7 separate regions of the Mus musculus genome follow, and regions 1, 2, 3, 4, 5 and 6 are each linked to region 7. The links are chromatin contacts, called in public Hi-C, HiChIP or PLAC-seq and promoter capture Hi-C maps. All regions are on one chromosome and are shown on one strand. The core of a region is the stretch at or near the end of the contact, and the rest is flanking DNA. Distances in the headings are between cores, read along the strand shown.

The links. Promoter capture Hi-C pulls out the DNA fragments that hold promoters and counts their contacts. Hi-C and Micro-C count contacts between places; a contact is called where the count stands out from the background. HiChIP or PLAC-seq counts read pairs in DNA pulled down with a chosen protein or histone mark. Capture Hi-C pulls out chosen DNA fragments and counts their contacts.
Region 1: an H3K4me3 HiChIP or PLAC-seq map of the 230-238 cell line shows a contact between it and region 7, with 6 times the contacts expected there. The contact joins the promoter of Tmem119 here to the promoter of Tpst2 in region 7. A contact is called at or near these places in 2 of 39 promoter capture datasets (the 3T3-L1 cell line and the C10 cell line), 1 of 484 Hi-C or Micro-C datasets (B cells) and 1 of 115 datasets of contacts at active chromatin or transcription factors (the 230-238 cell line).
Region 2: a Hi-C map of B cells shows a contact between it and region 7, with 13 read pairs. The contact joins the promoter of Selplg here to the promoter of Tpst2 in region 7. A contact is called at or near these places in 3 of 39 promoter capture datasets (the C10 cell line, the HPC-7 cell line and pre-B cells), 4 of 484 Hi-C or Micro-C datasets (B cells, CD4 T cells, CD8 T cells and 1 more), 5 of 115 datasets of contacts at active chromatin or transcription factors (the 230-238 cell line, T-cell acute lymphoblastic leukemia, large pre-B cells and 2 more) and 1 of 9 other capture datasets (liver).
Region 3: an H3K27ac HiChIP or PLAC-seq map of extraembryonic endoderm stem cells shows a contact between it and region 7, with 12 times the contacts expected there. The contact joins the promoter of Fbrsl1 here to the promoter of Tpst2 in region 7. A contact is called at or near these places in 3 of 39 promoter capture datasets (frontonasal cranial neural crest and liver), 2 of 484 Hi-C or Micro-C datasets (CD8 T cells and uterus), 2 of 115 datasets of contacts at active chromatin or transcription factors (extraembryonic endoderm stem cells and thymic regulatory T cells) and 1 of 9 other capture datasets (adipose tissue).
Region 4: a FOXA1 HiChIP or PLAC-seq map of pancreatic cancer cells shows a contact between it and region 7. The contact joins the promoter of Ssh1 here to the promoter of Tpst2 in region 7. A contact is called at or near these places in 2 of 39 promoter capture datasets (the 3T3-L1 cell line and pre-B cells), 1 of 484 Hi-C or Micro-C datasets (the G1E-ER4 cell line) and 1 of 115 datasets of contacts at active chromatin or transcription factors (pancreatic cancer cells).
Region 5: a contact with region 7 is called in a promoter capture Hi-C map of pre-B cells, with 5 times the contacts expected there. The contact joins the promoter of Coro1c here to the promoter of Tpst2 in region 7. A contact is called at or near these places in 3 of 39 promoter capture datasets (the 3T3-L1 cell line, liver and pre-B cells), 2 of 484 Hi-C or Micro-C datasets (B cells and the G1E-ER4 cell line) and 1 of 115 datasets of contacts at active chromatin or transcription factors (pancreatic cancer cells).
Region 6: a contact with region 7 is called in a promoter capture Hi-C map of adipose tissue, with 3 times the contacts expected there. The contact joins the promoter of Ep400 here to the promoter of Tpst2 in region 7. A contact is called at or near these places in 2 of 39 promoter capture datasets (frontonasal cranial neural crest and maxillary cranial neural crest), 1 of 484 Hi-C or Micro-C datasets (B cells), 4 of 115 datasets of contacts at active chromatin or transcription factors (embryonic forebrain, microglia, pancreatic cancer cells and 1 more) and 2 of 9 other capture datasets (adipose tissue and liver).

What each region holds. Positions count from the first base shown.
Region 1 is chr5:113,799,126-113,801,825 of GRCm38.p6, forward strand. Tmem119 (transmembrane protein 119) reads right to left here and starts at 1,271. Exons shown (of 2, transcript NM_146162.3): 1 at 1,175-1,271. It overlaps Gm42004 (a long non-coding RNA gene), which reads left to right and starts at 1,441. Exons shown (of 5, transcript XR_878692.2): 1 at 1,441-1,526.
Region 2 is chr5:113,829,193-113,831,892 of GRCm38.p6, forward strand. Selplg (selectin, platelet (p-selectin) ligand) reads right to left here and starts at 1,309. Exons shown (of 2, transcript NM_009151.3): 1 at 1,157-1,309.
Region 3 is chr5:110,447,185-110,449,884 of GRCm38.p6, forward strand. Fbrsl1 (fibrosin-like 1) reads right to left here and starts at 1,319. Exons shown (of 19, transcript NM_001142642.1): 1 at 696-1,319. The coding sequence starts at 983.
Region 4 is chr5:113,992,519-113,995,218 of GRCm38.p6, forward strand. It overlaps Ssh1 (slingshot protein phosphatase 1), which reads right to left and starts at 1,272. Exons shown (of 15, transcript NM_198109.5): 1 at 1,146-1,272. The coding sequence starts at 1,214.
Region 5 is chr5:113,907,454-113,910,153 of GRCm38.p6, forward strand. It overlaps Coro1c (coronin, actin binding protein 1C), which reads right to left and starts at 1,253. Exons shown (of 11, transcript NM_011779.3): 1 at 1,158-1,253.
Region 6 is chr5:110,769,377-110,772,076 of GRCm38.p6, forward strand. Ep400 (E1A binding protein p400) reads right to left here and starts at 1,341. Exons shown (of 52, transcript NM_029337.2): 1 at 1,116-1,341. Gm15559 (predicted gene 15559) reads left to right here and starts at 1,573. Exons shown (of 2, transcript NR_152254.1): 1 at 1,573-1,886.
Region 7 is chr5:112,275,308-112,278,007 of GRCm38.p6, forward strand. It overlaps Tpst2 (protein-tyrosine sulfotransferase 2), which reads left to right and starts at 1,438. Exons shown (of 7, transcript NM_009419.5): 1 at 1,438-1,464.

The DNA.
Region 1 (2,700 bases), core at 21-2,520, 1.5 Mb after region 7:
GCCAAAGGGGTGCAGAAGAAGAAGCAGAAACCATTCCTGTCTCTGAAGAACAAGACCCCCTACTCTCAGAACTTCACCCCCCCCCCCAGTCTCTCCTTGCTCCCAGAGAAAGGTAGCAGGTGACTAAACAAGAGGACTCAGGTCTGCATGGAGATGGTCATGGGACCCTTAAATTCTCCAAGCCTCAGTTTCCCCTCTGGGGAACAGAAGAACTGACCTGAACAGGTCTGAAATGATTGCTGATGTGCCAGACGTCCTTTGCCTGCCTGCTCCTATACAAGCACTCAGGATTCGCACCAGAGGGAACTCAGTCAGACTGTAAACAGCCTGCCCAACAGAGAGAGCCCCTGATGGAGAGGTGGCTCAGAACAGCTCGACTATACCCTCCCAAAGGGTTGGGCATGTCAACCCTTTGAGCTCCAGTTTCCACATCTGCGCAATGGGGACAGGTCACAGCAGTGCCTAGCATGTAATAAATGTTAGCAAGTGGATGCACTTGTCCAGTATGCTCTCCCTGCTAGACCCTCTGTCTTAAGAGCTTCTGTTTTAAATTGAGATGTCCATGAATATGCAGATGAGGCGAATCCACCCCGAAGGAAGGACTGGGTACCCAAGGACCTGAGACAGCTAACCCAGAGCCTCTGTTCTACCAGCCCTCACTCAGAAACGGATGGCCAGTGATGGAGAGGCAGGCCACAGAAACCTGGCTTCAATTAGGAGACTGGGGGGGGGGGGGCTGTGGCTGAAACATTGTATGCCTAGCCTATTCCCTCAGGGCCTGCCTGCAAGGACAGGGTCCTGGTCCCTCAAGAAGAGGCTTGGAAGGAGCCTGAGGTCTCAGAGTCTACACATAAGCTCACACACACACACACACACACACACACACACACACAAGTATTCCAAGTGGTGCATCAGACATCCCAAACACAGCCTACCGCAACACACGGGACAATACAAGTTTACACCAGCAGCACACTGGCCCTGGAAACGTCGCCCTGGCACCCTCTCTACATCCCAACTACACGCGTGCCGCCTTCATCCATGCTCACACATCTAATCACATATCTAATCACATGGGTGCTCACGGCCTCAAACACACACACAGATTGCACGCACACTTAGGGATTCTGCGGAGTTCTCCAAGAGTCCCCAGCAGCAGGAGGCAGAGACTTACCAGCTCTGGGTGAAGGACCGGGTGCAGCTGCCAGGTAGGCAAGCCAGGCCCGCTAGACGGTCTGACTGTCTGCCTGCCGTCTGCCGCCAGCTGCTCTGGCTGGTGCCTGCCCGCCTCGGCCTCCAGGCCCTCCCCTTTCCTCCTCCCTGCTGGGCTGGAGGGCCAGCTTGATTTCATTAAGAGGGCTTGGGGTGGGGACAGTGTGGGGCGGGACTATGCCGGGCCACCCACAGTCCCACCCTCTTCACACTCCAAGCTTGCTTCTTCTTGACCTCAGGTCCCCTGGGCAGGCTCAGACAGACTGACAGACAGAGGGGCTTCCAGGAGAACGTTCCCAGAACTCTGAGCTGAGGTCCGTCCCATCCCCCACACTCCCTGAAGGATGAGGTCAGGAAGATCTGGGGCCCCTGGAAGTGGGAAGGAAAAAATCTCCGTGGCGTGGCCCAATCCAGCTGTGACTCAGGATTTCCAAGCTTAGGGTGCAGAGTGGGAGTGGGGGTGTCTCAGGGAAACCTGGGGATGCTGAGATCAGGCACTGCCCGGGCCCTTCCTCCCCTGGCCTCAGTTTCTCCATTCTTAGGGGGTCAGGGTACTCCCTGAGGTACTGACATCCTGAACTCTGAGACCTCACTAAGCCCTAGTAGGGCAGTTTGAGCAGAAGCTATGAGCCCATTCCACAGAAGTGGAGAGGGGGTGGGGAGTTCAAATACCCTGAAGCACCATAGGTAACTGATCCATGGGACCTGGCACTCACTCATTCATTCATCCACTCACTCATTCATCCAGTCATTCACTCACTCATTCATTCATTCACTCACTCATCCACTCATTCATTCATTCACTCATCCACTCACTCATCTACTCACTCATTCATCCACTCACTCATTCACTCACTCATTCATTCATTCACTCACTCATCCTCTCATTCATTCACTCACTCATTCATTCATTCACTCACTCGTCCTCTTATTTATTCACTCACTCACTCATCCACTCATTCATTCATTCACTCACTCATCCACTCACTCATTCATTCACTCACTCATCCACTCACTCACTCATCCACTCATTCATTCATTTACTCATCCACTCACTCATCTACTCACTCACTCATCCACTCATTCATTCACTCACTCATTCACTCATTCATTCATTCACTCACTCATCCTCTCATTCATTCACTCACTCATTCATTCATTCACTCACTCATCCTCTCATTCATTCACTCACTCACTCATCCACTCACTCGTCCTCTCATTCATTCACTCACTCATTCACTCACTCACTCATTCATTCATTCACTCACTCATCCACTCACTCATTAATTCACTCACTCATCCACTCACTCACTCATCCACTCATTCATTCATTCACTCACTCATTCACTTGTTTGTTTCAGTAAATGGCTGACACACCCTGACACTGAAGATCAGACAGAGCTGAGCAGGACCCAGCCAGTCAAGACACAGACACAGACCTGCCTCTAGGAACTCACAGGCTTCTAGAGCTGTGTGCGCCAAGACTCA
Region 2 (2,700 bases), core at 59-2,558, 1.6 Mb after region 7:
TACATAGTGAGTTCCAGGACAGCCAGGGCTACACAGAAATCCCGTCTCGAAAAAAATTAATAATAATAATAAAATAATAGCAATGATAATGATAATACCAACTTAAAAAAACAATTTCCTATGAACAAGTACTGTTTTCTCAATCTGATTTAATTAAGAAAAAAAAAAAGGCAGGGCTGGTGAGATGACTCAGCGGTTAAGATTGCCGACTGCTCTTCCAAAGGTCCTGAGTTCAAATCCCAGCAACCACATGGTGGCTCACAACCATCTGTAACAAAATCTGATGTGCTCTTCTGGAGTGTCTGAAGACAGCTACAGTGTACTTACATATAATAAATAAATAAATAAATAAATAAATAAATAAATAAGAAAAAAGGGATTAAAGTGGAGGCTGGATGGCTCTGAGGGTCAAAGTGCTTGCTGGGGAAGCCTGCTGACCTGAGTTCAGTTCCCAGAACCCACTGTGGGAGAGAACTGACTCCCCCAAGTTATTCTCTGACCTCCACACATACTGCATAACACTCATGTGCCTGCTCATGCGCACAAGTGCCCATGCCATATGCTCATATGCAAATAATAGTTAATAAATAATAATAAATGAAAATAAAAATTTAGATCCAAGAAGGCTGGTATGGTGGTGCATATAACCTATATAACCCTATATAACCCTAGCATGAGGCCAAGGCAAGAGGCTAGCCTGGGCTACATAGAGTTCCAGGCTAGCCTATGAACAAATGGAGACCATATCTGATTTGAGAGAGAGGGAGGGAGGGAGGGAGGGAGGGAAGAGGAGGAGAGAGAGAGAGTATCCCAAAGAATGTTTCATGCCTTAACAACCTTGAGACAAACTCCACGACTCGTCCAGACTCAGTCTCAGCTCTGGCCTTGAGCTTCCCACAGTTGAGAGGAAGGGTGGGATAGTTTCAGGGCAGAGGACCCGGGCTTCTCTGAGCCTCCACACAGAGACTGCAAGGCCAGCCTGGTAAACAGGCAGTAGCTGAGCATTTTCAGCTAAGGATGGAGAAGCCCAAGTCTCCTGGGAGACCTCGGCCCAGAACGTCAGCACCACTCACAAGGGCCCAGGCACCTTGCAAAGGCGGGCTCCTTGTCCCTTGGGCCCCCAGCCACTCCCCATGGTTTTTCGAATCAGACTTACCGTGCCCAACAGAGCATGGGGCAGCTGCCTCAGGGCCCAGAAGCAAACGACTCTGCCTCAGTGACAGGGCCCCAGTCCACACTGCCAGACACTTGTGGTCCCAATCTGCCCGCCAACCCCCAACGGCAGGGTGTGGAAGAAGGAAGCGAGAATGAGGTTACTCAGGCTGGTCACGTGACGCGCCCACACCCCCTTGTTTGTGACAGCTTTGGTGACAAGTCTGATTAAAGCTGGGTGGGCAGTGTGATGGCGGTTTGTTGGGACTGATAACAATCTTGAAAGTTCAAGGAAGGTATGGGGGGTGCTTACTGTGAGGGGACCTCTACATGAGACCTCAGAGAAGAGTCACAGCCTTGTTCTATGGGCAACTGGAGAGAGGCAACCAGAGAGAACCCCTGCCATGGAGGCAAAGGCCAGACAGAAGGGAGGGAGGGTCTCAATGGAGATGGAGAATGGGAGGCAGAGGGGCAGGAACTGCAAATCACCCACCTTTTTGGAGCTTATGCATAGAGTGTTTTTTGTGTGTGTGCATGCTGGTGTGTGCACACGTGTGTGCTTGTGTGCACATGTGTGTATGTATGTGTGTATGTGCATGCATTTGTACATGTGTATGCTCATGTGTGTATGTGCATGCATTTGTACATGTGCATGCTCATGTGTGCATGTGTGTATACATGTGTATATGCACATTTGTGTACGTGTGTGCATGCATGTACACGTGTGTTTGTACATGTGCTTGTGTGTGAGTCACATGCATTCTTGTGCATACTCCCCAACCTCTCCACGTCTCCACAGCTCAGCTTGGCCTCAGGATCCTCCTTTCTCTGGGGCTACGAGGCTTTTCCTCTCACAGGGTTCTACATAACTGGGTGTAGTGGCTCTCACTTTTAATCTTAGTGGTGGGGATGCCAAAGCAGGAAGAGTACTGTGGGTCTGAGGCTAGCCTGGGCTAAAGTTACTCGCCAGGCAGTGGTGGCTCGAACCTTTAATCCCAGCACTTGGGAGGCAGAGGCAGGCAGATTTCTAAGTTTGAGGCCAGCCTGATCTCAGAGTGAGTTCCAGGACAGCCAAGGCTACACAGAGAAACCCTGTCTCAAAAAACCAAAAAACCAAACCAAACCAAACCAACAAAAAAGTAAGACCCTGTCTTAACTGCTCCATGAAAAATCCAACAGTCAAGGACTCGCCAGACAGGGAGGGTCATTCCCCAATGGATTTCTCCCTTATCTGTTCCTTTGCCCAACAGATTTCCTTTGCCTGTATCTCAGGTTGATCAGCAGCCTTGGTCTCATACAATCCCCCTTGTCCATGGGATGGTGAGGCCAGCCAGTAAACAGGCTGGTAGACCATGACCACATACCCTCCAGTAAAAGCGACACTCCAGGGTGAGCTACGGGGTCAGGCAGGAGATGAGGTGAGATAGATGAGGTAAAGACTGGAGGTCAAGCATGCACAGTGTGGATCTGGAAGTGGACAAAGGGATTAGCCTCCAGGGTCTGCCCTGCAGTTTTGCAAAGCCAGGCTCAGGACTCTTGTAGAGAGAA
Region 3 (2,700 bases), core at 69-2,568, 1.8 Mb before region 7:
CTTGGCCTGAAACTGGGAAATCGCAGGTATCAGTCAGGGCAAGAGTGAATAGGGTCGCAGTAATCCCTGCGACCACAGCCCAGCAGATGAGATGTGGTCCCCAAAGTTTTCACCCAGACAGAGATCTCTGCATTGCTAGGGGTTTGAAGGTTCTGCTAGTGCCCTGAAGGCCTGACCAGCATTTTCAACCACTTGAGTTCCAGAGACACAGTGACTACTCACTCACTCACTGACCATTTCTCTCACTTCCTTCTCTTCTACTAACCTGAGTTCAGGTCGGAAGGACACTTTGCTCAGCAAATACTGTGCACGACAACTCAGTCAAACACGTAGTATTCTTAGCAAATCTATTACCTATACCCATGCAATGATCACCAAGAAGGGTTTGCCAGTTGACTCCCGGTTCCCTCCAAAGAACCCTTAAGAGATCATAGGACAGGAAGAATCCCAAGTGTCCATTTTATCGTCGCTGCCTCCCCGAGGCCCAACAATGTCCAAATCCCCAGCTGGTCCCGGACGCAGCGATAACTTGGCAACAAGTAACGATCGCTGCAAAGCCCGCTTAGGTGGCGTGGTTTAAGTCCTCCCACACACCCCTCACTCCAGGTCCTCTTCCTGGCAAGGTTGCAGCGCGGGGCCAGGAGGCATACGTATGCGTTTCCTTGGTCCCGGGTCTGGCCTTCCAGCCCACCTACCTCCAGGGCCTCCAGGGTGCTGAAGCTGGCTATAGCGAAGCCGTCAATAACCTCCTCCTCCTGCGAGCTGGACTCGCGGCGACGGCGCCGCGGGGGGCGCGCAGCGCGCAGAGGCGTAGGGCGCTGAGGCGGCGCGCCGTGGAGTCCCGCGTTCTCCTTGCCAGGACTGGGCTCTGGCTCCTCACCCGACGACGGGCTCTGGGCGCGGGCGTCCCGGGCGGCTTCCCGACGCCGGCCGCGATCTCGCTGCGCGCGCGAACGCCGGCTTGGCCGGACCTTGGCCTCCATGGCGGCGCCGCGGCGGTGACCTTGGCGCCCCGCACCGCCTGCTACGCCGTGCCGCCGGGCTGCGAGGGCGCCGCGCGGGCTCGGGGCCGGGGCGGGCTCGGGACCGGGGCGGGCATGCCGGGCGCGGGCTCTCAGCACCGGACGCCGCGCGGGCTAGGACCCCGGGTCCCGCGCATCGGAGTGCGGCGGTCTCTCGGCGACCCTAGACCAGGTCCCCAGGGACACGGCCCATGGCGACCGGCGGGCAGCGGCAGAAGGCGGCGGGTGGCGGAGCTTCTGAGCACCGGGACCGTGAGGCAGACACAGTAGTGGCAGCGACCAGAGCGGATAACAACTGACGCACTTCCGCCGGGCCGGAGTGCCAGAGGAAGCGGGCGCAGCTGGGGGAGGCTGACCCGTCGACTCCGCCCCACCCTGGCCCCGCCCTGACCCCGCCCTTCCGGACTAAATGGCTCTGCGCTGAGCGGGCCCTCGCCCTTTCACGTTAAGCCCCGCCCCCGAAAGGGGGGAAGCTTTCCCTTTGCTCCGCCCCTGCAACAGGCCACACCCGTTTGCGCACAGCTCTTTAGAATTCCGACCCCCCGACCCTGTCAGATCACGCCCCATTCTTCCCGGCTCCACCTCTCTTGTCTACGCTTTCTCAGTTCCTTAAGCCCCGCCCTTGCCTTCCGGTCCTGCTCACCTGTGCAGGTCGCTGAGCCTAGTCATGGTCAGATCCCTCCTACTTCATGCCTCGCCTTGTTGACCACGCCTACTAGGCAATTAGTGCTCGCCTACAAGTACTGCCCAGCCACCTACAGCGAGTTTGTGGCGATCAGCGCCTCCCCTTCCGCCCTTCCCGTAGGAGGTGATGGGTCTATGCACCTACAGTAGCTTGGGGCAAACTGAGTGGAAGCACGTGAGAGAGAGTAGGTAGGTTGGTGCTGGGGGCTCACTGTGCTGAAGTCCTAGAGGCAGCGCGTACGTCATCGTCCACCTGCAAGCCCTCAAGCCCAGTTTCACTCTGGTCCCCATGCAAAATTAGGTAGCGCCCTGAAAACCAAACCCTCCAGTCTCAAGTAGTCTTTCCTTAGAGACCTGCCTACACTAGTCCAAGGACTTGGGGACCGCCGATAGGAAGTACAAAACTAGACAAAACCGTGAGTTTCCTCAGCAACTTCCCCAGTTGGGATGCCCTGGAGCTGGGCACGAAGTCTCAGCAATTCCTCCAGTGAGAACATTTGACATGAAGAGAAGGGAGGTGTCACAGCTTGGGCATTGGGCACTGAGTGAAAAGTGACATTGAGCCATGCCTACATCTGGGCAGCAGAGGCCCTGAAAGGAAGCAGACACGACTGAAGAATGCCCCTGGACAGGACCTCAAGTGCACATTTTCTGGCTCCTGAGATGGCCACAGGCTCTCTGCCAAGACGTCCCTTGGGGCATCTGGGAACGTGGCCTATCATCCACAAGTGTGCTCTTTCACTTAACAACACGGGGACCAACACACCTGCCAGCCTACCTGCCAGCCTTCCCTCTTCTTCCCATTCCAGATTTTATTACAAAACTACTCAGAGCTAGCATCTAACTAGCTAAAGAACCCTGTTGGAAAGACGCAGAACCAAGGCAGCTCCTCATTCCTGCTAACTGTTCTCTTTTAGACACCTCCTCCTGAGACCACCCCACTCCCAGCTTGTGGGGAGTTTCACTCTAGGTCAACCCTTTTCCACTCCAAGAA
Region 4 (2,700 bases), core at 22-2,521, 1.7 Mb after region 7:
GGGCGGGGCGCTGAAGCTTCGGGACTGAGTGGCTGAGCGGGTGTGTCTACTAACGCTGACTTACATACTTCCAAAAGGTAAAGCCACAGGCTGTGAGTTACATCTCAACTAAAAAAAAAAAGATTAAAAGCCTAAAAATGTGTCTAATACAGGAACTGGAAGCGACCAAGTGTTAAATTCCCATAACATTATGGAAGTTGGCTAGAAATCCAGGCTGAGAGCCAGGTGTGGAAAGCTCTTCTGAACTGACAACATCTGAGACGCAGAGGCAGGGGGCCAGCCACAACTACATGATGAAGGAAGGAAGGAAGGAAGGAAGGAAGGAAGGAAGGAAGAGAATTTCGGCTGCAAAGGCCTGTACTGCCCCTCCCTGCTTCCCTATGCTCCTGTAGTTTCCTAGGAAGAACACAAGATAAAAGGCACTTTGTAAACTGTTGTAGGGGAACCGAGCTGTGTGGGAAGAGAGGCCTTACTACAATCTAACTTCTCAGTTGCCCTGCCTAATTGTGTGCAAAGAGGAGGCAACCAGAACCTTCTGCCTGCAGATAAAACTCATGAAAGAGTCTCAGACAGAAAGGGCCCTGGAGGCTTAACCTCACAGCCATTCTGCAAAGATGCCTGCCAGTCCCCGCAAGACGAGCCCAAAACGCACCAACACGGGCACGCAGGGGTGCTGAGCCAAGTCTCACGCAGACACACAACCCCGGGAGAGGGCCCAGATTCCAGCTGGCAACTTCCTGGGCCTGCGGGGCTAGCCCAGCACAGCGGGGCGTCCCCTGCAGCCGGCTGGGTCATCCGGGGTTTACTCCGAGGCCTTAAGCTCATCAGGGGAAGGGGGTGGGATGAGCCCGGCTGGGGTAGCACAGCCTGGGGCAGGCCGTCCTGAGGACCCGGACGCTCCGGTCCCCATCTACCCCGATTAAGCAGCATGAGCTCAGGCCCCGAGCGGAACCCGAGACCCTGCAGCCCAGAGCCGACCAGAGCCTTTCCTGGTGCCCTGCGATCTGGAAGCATCCCCCCCCGCCCCCCCACCTCCGCGACCCCAGCCCGGCGCATGCTCAGTCACCGGGACGCGGGGACGCCCGCACCCCAAGGGCGGACGCACCTCCGCCTCACACCTTGTGGGAGGGTGCGGCCGGGCTCACCTCGCTGTTGCTTGCGGAGGAAGACGCGGCGCTGGGCGTGGGAGAGCGCTGAAGGGTCACCAAGGCCATCGCGGCGCGGGCCCGGCCCGGGGCCTCCAGCAGCCGGCCGGGCAGCCGCGCCGGGCCCGCCCCTCGCTCCCTCCCTCTTCCCTCCTCCCTCCCGCAAACTCCCCACCCCCCACCCCCTTCCCCGGCTCCGGAGTCCGCCGGGCCCGCAGCGCTCGGGCAGTGATGCGCATGCGCCAGTGACCGGCCTGGGGCGGGCCCCGCCGCGCGGTCACGTCCACTCGCGCGCGCCCCCGCGCTGGCTGCAGCCGCCCGGCCTGGGCCCCTCCTCCGCCGCTAGACTCGCGGGCAGCGTAGGGAAACTGAGGCCTCCGAAGGCAAGGCCAGCAGAGCAAAGCTGCCCAGAGTTTGTAAAAGACTCACTCGTTTATTCTTTCAAGGAAAGTTACTCTGCTCATACAAAGTGCGGGGCCTCCCCCCACCCCACCCCACCCCCGGGACTGTGAAATCCGCTTGCAGAGTTGCTTTGCATAGGATTGGGGTGTAGCCCAGTAGCAGGGTGTCCCGCCGGCCTACTCAAGGTCCTGGATTCCAACGCCTGCACCACCAAGGGCTGATCTAATCTTCGAATTCCTTCTGGTGTCTAGAAACGCAGACTAGTGGGTGGCGAGAGGAAAGGCTTCTCGAAGGAGTAGTACTTGCTAGGAGGCAGGATTTCCGTGAGCTGGACTAACCCACGGAGGGAGAGAGAACTGTGGGCCGGCCAGAAGCTTGCCCGGGGACAGCAGTGGGGATAAGCGGGCGCGTTGCATTGGCTTTGGAAAGGTTGCCAGTGGGCCAGGGTGAGGGACCCCAGCAAGGCGGTACTGGGCAACTTGATAGAAACTTCTCTTTCACAGAGCCCCGACCCCTACTCTGGACCTCTTGTGGTACCCAAGCCTTGCTAATCACAAGTCTCCAGTCCCACTCCATCATCCTCAAAGCCCGAGAGGAAACCTGGCTCCTCCCTGCCTCTTCCACCGTCTTGAGGGTATCAACAGTCTCCATCCTCAAATAAGGATTGTCTTTCTTTTTAAATTTTTATTTATTATTATCTGTGTGTGTGTGTGATATGCGTATGAATACATGCATGAATCAAATTCAGGTCACTAGCCTTAGTGGCAAGGCTCCTTTATGTACCATGTAACCAACCCTTAAAGGGGATTTTCAGTGGGGTTACCCCGCAATGTAAGGAAGTTTCCAGTTGCTCGTATTTAACAGACGCTCCTGCTAAGTGCAAAGAGTCTCGGTTTTTAAAGATCTGAGAATGGCGCCATTAACTGCCCCCTATGTCGACACAAAGCATCCTCTGCATTTTCAGAAGGCAACTATGTCAAAACAGGACTGAGTATACTTTTTGTCTGTGAATTTGGTCCACAGTTTTTCAGCACTAAGTAAGACAGGTTTTGAATGGCAATACCCAGCAGGGCTCCCCTCTGTTTGGAGCTATTCTTTGGCTGATAGATGATCACGAGTGTTCCAGAATGCCAGCTTTGTGTGTGTGTGTGTG
Region 5 (2,700 bases), core at 3-2,502, 1.6 Mb after region 7:
CAGGAATATGAACTACCATTTGCCTTCACACCCGAGAAGGAGGCAGGAAGCAACTACTTGTACTTCATCATGTTCTTCCCTCTACTAGCAGGCCCTGGTGTCAGGGTGCTGCCAGACAAGGACAATAAGACGCTTTATTATATAGGGTGACTAAGAGCCTCGCAAGTACTGTTTTAGAATATAATCCCGGTAGGGAAGGCCACGGGATGGGAGTACAATTATTTCGTGCCAACCATTTCCAAAACTAAACATATTGTGGCCCTGCGAATAAGCACGCTCTGCGGTCAATTCTCTTTCAAATGCTTACAGGAAGCAATTCCGGGAGAGACGAACAACTTGCAATTTGCTTCTCACTCTGAATCCCACGACCGAAATGTGTAGAGCAAGCCGTTCTGACACCACAAAACAAGGGCAGCCTACATGAAGGCCAAATATAGGATGTGATTCTAAACCACGACGGAGAGAAAGCCTGCATTTCCTTTTCCAGCCTGCAAAAAAAAACCCTTTGAACACTCCCAAAAAAGGACGTCGGGGCCGGCACCTCCCTCCGGGAGGAAGCCCCTTTCTTCTCCGAAAGCCCTGCAGCCGGCTACTTCCCCCCAGCTCATTCACATCACTGGAGATAGATAGGGCTGCTGTGCGTACGCCCGCCGGGGGACCGGCGGCAGAGCTGGGCTGGGCGTCCCCACCCTCCACCTCTGATGTCATCCTAGCCATCTCGGCGCGGCTGAGCCCCACCTGCCCCGCGGGTCACTAGGTTCCGCACCCGGGACAGGGTTCCTCCTCCAGGCCACGCCACTGCAGCCCGCCCCCGCCCCAGGTCTTCAGGGTCCAGGAGGCCATGCACTGCGAGCCAGGCGGAGCCCCGCCCGGGCGCGCCCCGCACACCGGGGGTCCCCCGCGGACCCAGCCCCACGTGAGCGCTCGGCCGCAGGCTCTTCGCAGCGCTCAGACACCGCCTCACGGCTGCCGGGCCCACGGCTGCCCGCAGACGGCCATTCCCCAGCCGCAGCGCCCGGGGCATGCGCGTGCGCCCCGCACCACTCGGCGCCGCCGGCTCCTGTCAGCCGAGAGCTTCACACGCGGGGTCCCGGAGGCCGGCCCGCCCGCCCCGGGCTCGCTCCGGAGCTGCCCCGTCCTGAGCGCGCGCTGCTTACCAGAGCCCGGGTGCCTGAGGCGCCGCCGAAGTCCCTGCTGCAAAGCCCCGCGAAGCCTCCAACCGCTGCCGCCTCCCGCCTGGCACTGAGCGCCGCGCGGGGGAGGGGCGCGGCCGCCGCTGCCCAGGCCTTCGCGCGCGCGGGCCCCGCCCCCGCGCCGGGGCCGCGCCCAACCAGCGCCGCCGAACCACGCTTCACCACGCCCACTTCCGGAAGGTCCCGGTTAGATGCCCGGCTCTCCTTAGAGCGCCCCCTGTGGTGGCGCGGGGAGGTGCAAGGAGACTCGGAGCCCACGCCCGCTTTCCGGGGCACTTGAATGGCCGGGTGGCCACGCCCACGGGCTCCTTCCAGCCCCACCCAGGTCTTTAGAACCAGAGCGGGCGTTCTTAAGCTCCACCCACGGCCCTGCAGAGCCTCTCTATGAGGATGGTCGTTTGAGCGCATCTAACTGCCCACCGAGTCCGTGAGCAGGGCTTGGTTTCCCCCCGCCCCCAAAACCTAGCTTCCCCCAGTTGAGCGCCGCAAATCCCCGCTCGGATTTCCTGAAGACCCGGGGAACCTATGATCATCCTATTTGCTGTACCTCAAGCCCCGCCCACAGCCCTGAGCGTACTTAAACCGTAAGCCCCGCCCCAAGTTCTTAGCCCCACCTCCATCAGGGCTGGTTCAACCCTCTCACCCACGCTCTCTCCCACTACTCTCCAGGGCAGGGTGGCAACCCTTGGGCTGGACCACACCTATGAGAGAGAGCTAAGGAGAAGCAATGAAGACTCCCTGGCTAAAGTCCCTCCATATGAGCACGTGGATATGTGTCCTAGCCCTGTTACTCTCAAATGAAGTGACCCAGGGACCATTTCACTCACCTCTTTGGATTTCAGTTTCCTAATCTTGAGTGTAAGGTTATCCCACTATTAGCCAAAGCCCCTTCAGAAATATCAAGCTTTGAAATACCAAGATCTAAGGAAACTGCGTCCAGAGATCTGGGCCAGCTGAGGGGTTGGGCCATTTATTTCCCAAAGCAAGGCATCTTTACAATTCGCAGAGGGATGAATTTTCACTTTGTTTTAGCCTCAGAGATGTCCAGGAATCTGTGGTCGGCATTCAGTGGTAGAACCCCTGAATTCTTGTTGCAGGAATTAAGATAAACTGCCACCTCAAAACAGAAGGCACACGCCTTTAGTCCCAACACTGAGGAGGCTGAGGCAGGTGGATCTCCGTCAGTAGTTCCAGGCCAGCCTGGTCTACATACTGAGTTCCAGGACATCCAGGGATATGTAAAGAAACTCTGTCTCTAAATAAGTAAATAAAATAAAATTAGGCAAAGTGTGTGTGTGTGTGTGTGTGTGTGTGTGTGTGTGTGTAAATTATGTGTTGTGTAAATCTAGGTCTACCAGAATGAAGCAGCTTGCTCAGCAAGTTTTTACTCTCTGCAAAGCTCAATTTTTAAAGATTGGTGTGTTTATTTTACGTGTATGCCTCTGTGTATGTAATTACACCACCTGCATGCAGTGCCCTCATAGGTCAGACCAGACTGAGCTAGCCT
Region 6 (2,700 bases), core at 91-2,590, 1.5 Mb before region 7:
GGGGCTGGGCACTGCAGCAGGAACCAGCACTCCCAGATACGCAAGAGACTGAGGTAGGAAGATAACCTGAGGCCAGGATCTGAGGCCAGCCTGGGACACAAAGATTCCTCTCAATGGCAAGTAAATAAAAACAGCCAGGCATGATGTCTCACACCTGCAAACCCAGTATCAAGGTGGAGGCATCTGGATTGCTAAGAATTACAGACCAGCTTGGACTACTTAATGAGTCTAGTCCAGGCTGATTCGGACTTCCATGAGACTTTTTGTCTCAGAAAACCTAAATACGTAAAAAGAAGATTTAAAGTTAACATGTGGTTTGCCTTGTGGCCATCCAAATTGTATAATTCATATTCATTCATTCATTTTCTCTCTCTCTCTCTCTCACACACACACACACACACACACACACACACACACACCCAGGTACAAGAATCGCGGATCTTCGTGAGCTCAAGGCCAGCCTGGTCTAAATGGCGAGTTAAAAGGCCAGCCAAGGCTCCAGGGTAAGACCCTGACTTAAAATGGAAAAGCGAAACAAAACCAAAACCGAAACAAAACAAGGACCGTTTTTGCCACACGTATAATCGAGAGCACAAGTGACAAGTGCCAGGGATGAGCGCAACCCCCAATTCCAAGTCGCGGTGCTCCAGGATACTGGACCTAGGGACAGACCTGCGGAGACAGCGGCTCGGCGGCTGATGGTACACCTCCGAGCCCCGGCCCGGGGAGCTCTGCCAGATCCCCGGCGTCCTTCCCGCTCTGTCTCCGCTCAAGGCTCTACGTCGCGAAAGGAAGCCCCGCGCGCCGCGGACCAACGGTGCCGCGGGCGTTAAGAGCCCCGCCTTCCCGAGCGCTCGGAAACGGCCGCGCGCCTGCCCAGAAAGAACGGCGCACTCGAGAGCGCTGACCAGAGAAGGGCCTTGCTGAGGCCGGACCACGCGCCGAGCCACCGACCGGTCCCCTCTCAGCGCCGCCCGGCCCCTCGGCCCCGCCCGCCCACGACAAAGCGCCGCCGCGGCCTGGGCCCGCCGCGACGCCAGCAGCAGCAGCACCGCTAAACACAACCGCTCGGCACGCCGCCGTTGCCGCCTACCACCCACCGTCCCGCCTCTCACCCGCTGACGCTATCCCGTTCGCTTGCACCGCGAGCAAAAGCCGCGCTCCGCCGCGTCAGGACAGCCGGGAGGCTCGAGCGCGCCGCAGCCGCTCGGCACATCCGGGTCCACGGGCACAGGAAGTAGCAGCGCCGGTGCTACGGCGCGCGGCGAGGGACTAACGGTACCTATCCTGTAGGGCCGCTCGCAGCCGCGCGGGGTCGCCTGAAGCTGAGGCGCTGCTGACGGCGGAGGCAGGACCGAAGCGGCTTCTTAAGCAGGCGGTTAGGGGCGGAGCTGTATGCAGGAGGTGCGTTGGGCGGAGTTTGGAGAGCGGAGAGCCACCTCAGGGCCGCCTCCGAAAGGCCTCATCCGTACGAGGCGGGACCGCTTCGGACAGGACGAGGGGAGTCGGCGCACGCGCAGGGAAGGGCTGGGGGGGCTGAGGCGGTGCACGCGGGCTGGGGCGTGGCCTCATGGGTACAAGGCGGAGCCTCAGGCCTCGGGGAAGTTCCGGTAGACTCGGGAAGGGGCGTGGCCTCGTCAGTTGGGGGCGGACCCCGAGTTTCACTCAGTTACGCCACCTGGCGACTCGCTCCAGCGGGGGAGGCTGTTTAGGAAAGCTCGAGCGGACCTGATCGCATCCTCTGGGTGTGCTCCGCCTCCGTGGGAAATAGGGGACTAGCCCTATGAACAAAAAGGCGCCTGAGGCGCAGTGAGCAGAAGTCTGAAAATACATCCAGCATCATTAGACATCACAGAAATGCAAAAGAAACCACGACCCAAGAGGAGGTAAGATTGTAGTACGAGTTTGAAAAAGATTTTATATATATATTTTTTGTTGTTGTTGTTTTGTTTTGTTGTTTTGTTTTGTTTTGAGACAGGGTTTCTCGGTGCAGCCCTAGCTGTCCTGGAACTCACTCTGCAGACCAGGCTGGCCTCAAACTCAGAAATCCACCTGCCTCTGCCTCCCAAATGCTGGGATTAAATAAAGGCATGCACCACCACTGCCCAACAAAAGATTATAATTTTAAAAACACTATAAAAAAAAGGAAGAAATTAACTGAGCTTCGTGGCACAAGCTTGTAATTCAGTGGATCTCAGCCTATGGGTCACATATAAGATATCCGGCATGTCAGATATTTATTTCCATTACAACTTATAGCAGTAGCAAAATTACAGTTATGAAGTACCAATGAAATATGGTTGGGGGTCACCACAACATAAGGAGCTGTATTAAAGAGTCACAGCATCAGAATGTTTGAGAACCACTGCTATAATCCCAGAACTTGAGGCTGAAGCAGCAAGATCTGGGGTTCATGCTGGCTTCATCCATTCATCATGTTTGAGGCTGTCCTGGAATACATGAGACCCCATCTCAAAATAAAAAACAGGAGGGAAATGTGTTAGGAAGGAGCCAGTGGAAGTTGTAGGGAATAAGGGGAAATGAAGAGAAGGTGGATATGACCAAAACATACATGCATGAAACTCTAAAATAAAGGATCTTTTTAAAAGCTCAAGATAGGGGTTGGTGAAATGGATCAGCAGTTAAGAGCACGGACTGCTCCTCCAGAGGTCCTGAGTTTAATTCCCAGCAACCACAGGG
Region 7 (2,700 bases), core at 188-2,687:
GTGCTTTGGGTCATGAGGTAAGCACCTCATTTTTTCCTCCCTGGACTAGTTTTGGAACCTACTCTTGCCTGGCCAGTTCCAGACCCTGCTGGGAAGGCTTGTTGAGGGGAATCCAGCTTACTTGTGGAATCATAAAGCTCAGAGAAAGCCCTCAGCGGAGCAGAAGTCCCCTTCAGGCAGACCTTGCTCTTTGATCTTTCTTCACCCATAAATAGTATAAAACTCCCAGAGCTGTGTCGTTAGTCACAAAAAAAAAAAAAAAATCTCAAATATGCACTCAGTAAATGCTATGTTGTGTGGTTTCATTTTTGGTAACTGGCTTCACCAAGACGGGGACTTTGTCAGCCCAGCATCTCCCACAGGGCAGGCACTGTTTTATAGACTACATGAATGAATGAATGAATGAATGAATGAATGACAAACACATATCTGTGTGCCTTGCTTTGTCTGGCCTGTAGAGATATTTGTGTTAGTTGTAACTAGTATAAAAATGAATTTCATTTAGTTTTGTACAGGTTTGGGGTATACGGTTTCACAACACCCTGGAAGGTCAAAGGATTTGTTTGGGTGGGAGGGGTACGTCCTTGTATGATGTGGGTCCCTCATCGAACTCATGTCGTCAGACTTAGAGGCAGGCGCTCTTACCCACTAAGCCATCTCGCAAACACCAGGATTTTATTTTCAATATTTATTTTTATTACTGTGTGTCAAGGCACACGTGTGGAGGTCGGAGACAACTTTGTGGAGCCGGTTCTACTCTTCCATCTCTGCACGGGTTTCGGGGATTGCAAGCGTCTTTACCAAACGAGCCATCTAATGTATTTTAAAATGGTAAAACACACCACAACTCGTGCGCGCGCGCGCGCGCTGTAAACAGAGGCTATAGAGGACGCAGCGAGAGGCTAGCCTACACCTTCTCCTTTGCTCTGCACACCTTGGGCTGGCTCCTTTCTGGGACCCAATCCTGTACCTATAGTGCACACCCCTGCGCTGACGGACAGCCATCCCGCTCAGCGTCTGAACGCCAGCTTGTGGCTGCGCCCTCAAGGATGCCGTGCAGAGGAGGAACGCCCTGCGTAGTTAAAGGAGCCAGAGCAGCAAGCTCTAACGGCAGGGGCTCCGCCCCCGGGGAGGAGATGAGGGCGGGGCAACGCTGGAAGGGGCGGGCTCTCTTGGCCACACCCCTTGCGTCATGGCGCTAGAGGGGAAGCTAGGGGAGGGGGAGTGGCGGAGGCCGTGCGTGTGGGCAGGGCCTATCTGGGTCCCGCCCCCAACCCTCTGGGCAAGCCTGGAGTGTCGCGGCTCTAGCGATAGACGTTGGGGGCGTGGTCAAGCACTAGGCGACAGGGGCGTGATCACGAGTGGCTCCGCCCCTTGCGTCACGACACGCGGCCCCGCCCCTCGCGGCGCCTCCCTGGCGGCCGGCAGGGAGCCGGAGTCTGCGCGGGCGCCGATTTGGGCACGGTAGGTGGCAGCGGCCTCGGCCAGTACCAGGTCAGGGCTGCGTGGCGCGGTCCGGACGGTGGGCGGCGCGGACAGGCCTGGTCGCCGCGGGAGGACGCGCGTGGCCTGGAGCCCCACCCGCGCGGCGCCGCGGGGAAGTTAACTTGCGGAGGTCGCGGCCCACGGTGGTTCTTAAGAACGCGTAGACCTCTCTTGCTCTGCCCTGTTTTGCTTGCTTCCTGCTTCACACGTGGGAAACTGAGGCCTGGGGTCACGTGCCCGGGCGCTGGGACTCACAGCTAGGACGGGGCAGAAACTCTCCCGCGGGGTTTTGTGCGCGCGAGCGAGCGTGTGACCCTCCCCCCTCCCCCCAGAGGTGGCTGCCCCTGTACCCACTGCTCCCGGTGTTCATACTGTTCCTTGCCCTCCCCAACCCCTTGTTTCTTTCATTCTAGCAGGGATGCCCGATGGTTAGTTAGGCCCAGCTTCTGCATTGGGGCAGATCGGGCTGGGAGGCTCCGGCTTAGTATTGGGGACATGCCCTTTCTCCAGCCTCTGTTTCCGGACATACAGAACTGGGTTTGTTTCGTTACCCTGAAGAAGCTGTTAAGTTATTTGTGAACCGCTGTACCCGCCTTGCCTCGCCTTGGGCTCATTCCATTTACCATATCTTGTTTTAAAAACCGTATCTAAGGATTTTTTTTTTTGTAACACTTTTTCTGAAGGTCTGATCCACTAACCATATAAATCTTCTTTTGGAAGTAAACTTTAGGTGGTTGGTGGGTTTTAGGATGCTCACATTACGCACTGATCCTCGTCTACTTTTAGAACATTTGTACATCCCCCAAAGCAGCAGTCCCTAACCCTCAACTCCCAAACCTCTTTCCCCAGACCCCGGCTCACCTTCATCTACACTACTATCTGTCTATGGATTTCTCTGCTCTGGGTGGTTCTGTGTATGGTTCCTCATGTGCATAGTATTTCCTAGTGTGGATATTGTGTGTGTGTGTGTGTGTGTGTGTGTGTAGTCCATTGGTTTGTAGATGGACAGTGGGTTGATGTTCCTTTATGGCTGTGATTAGTATTGTTGCTGGGAATACACACACTGTATTTCTCTTTTCAGTTTTGCCTAAATTTCAGGATCCCTTTAAAGTTTAACCTATTGAGGAGCTGCCAAACTCCCAAAGTGCCTTACCACTTTACTGCCTCTGGAATGTGATGGTTATGATGATATTTGTGACCAAGTCTTATCTACCT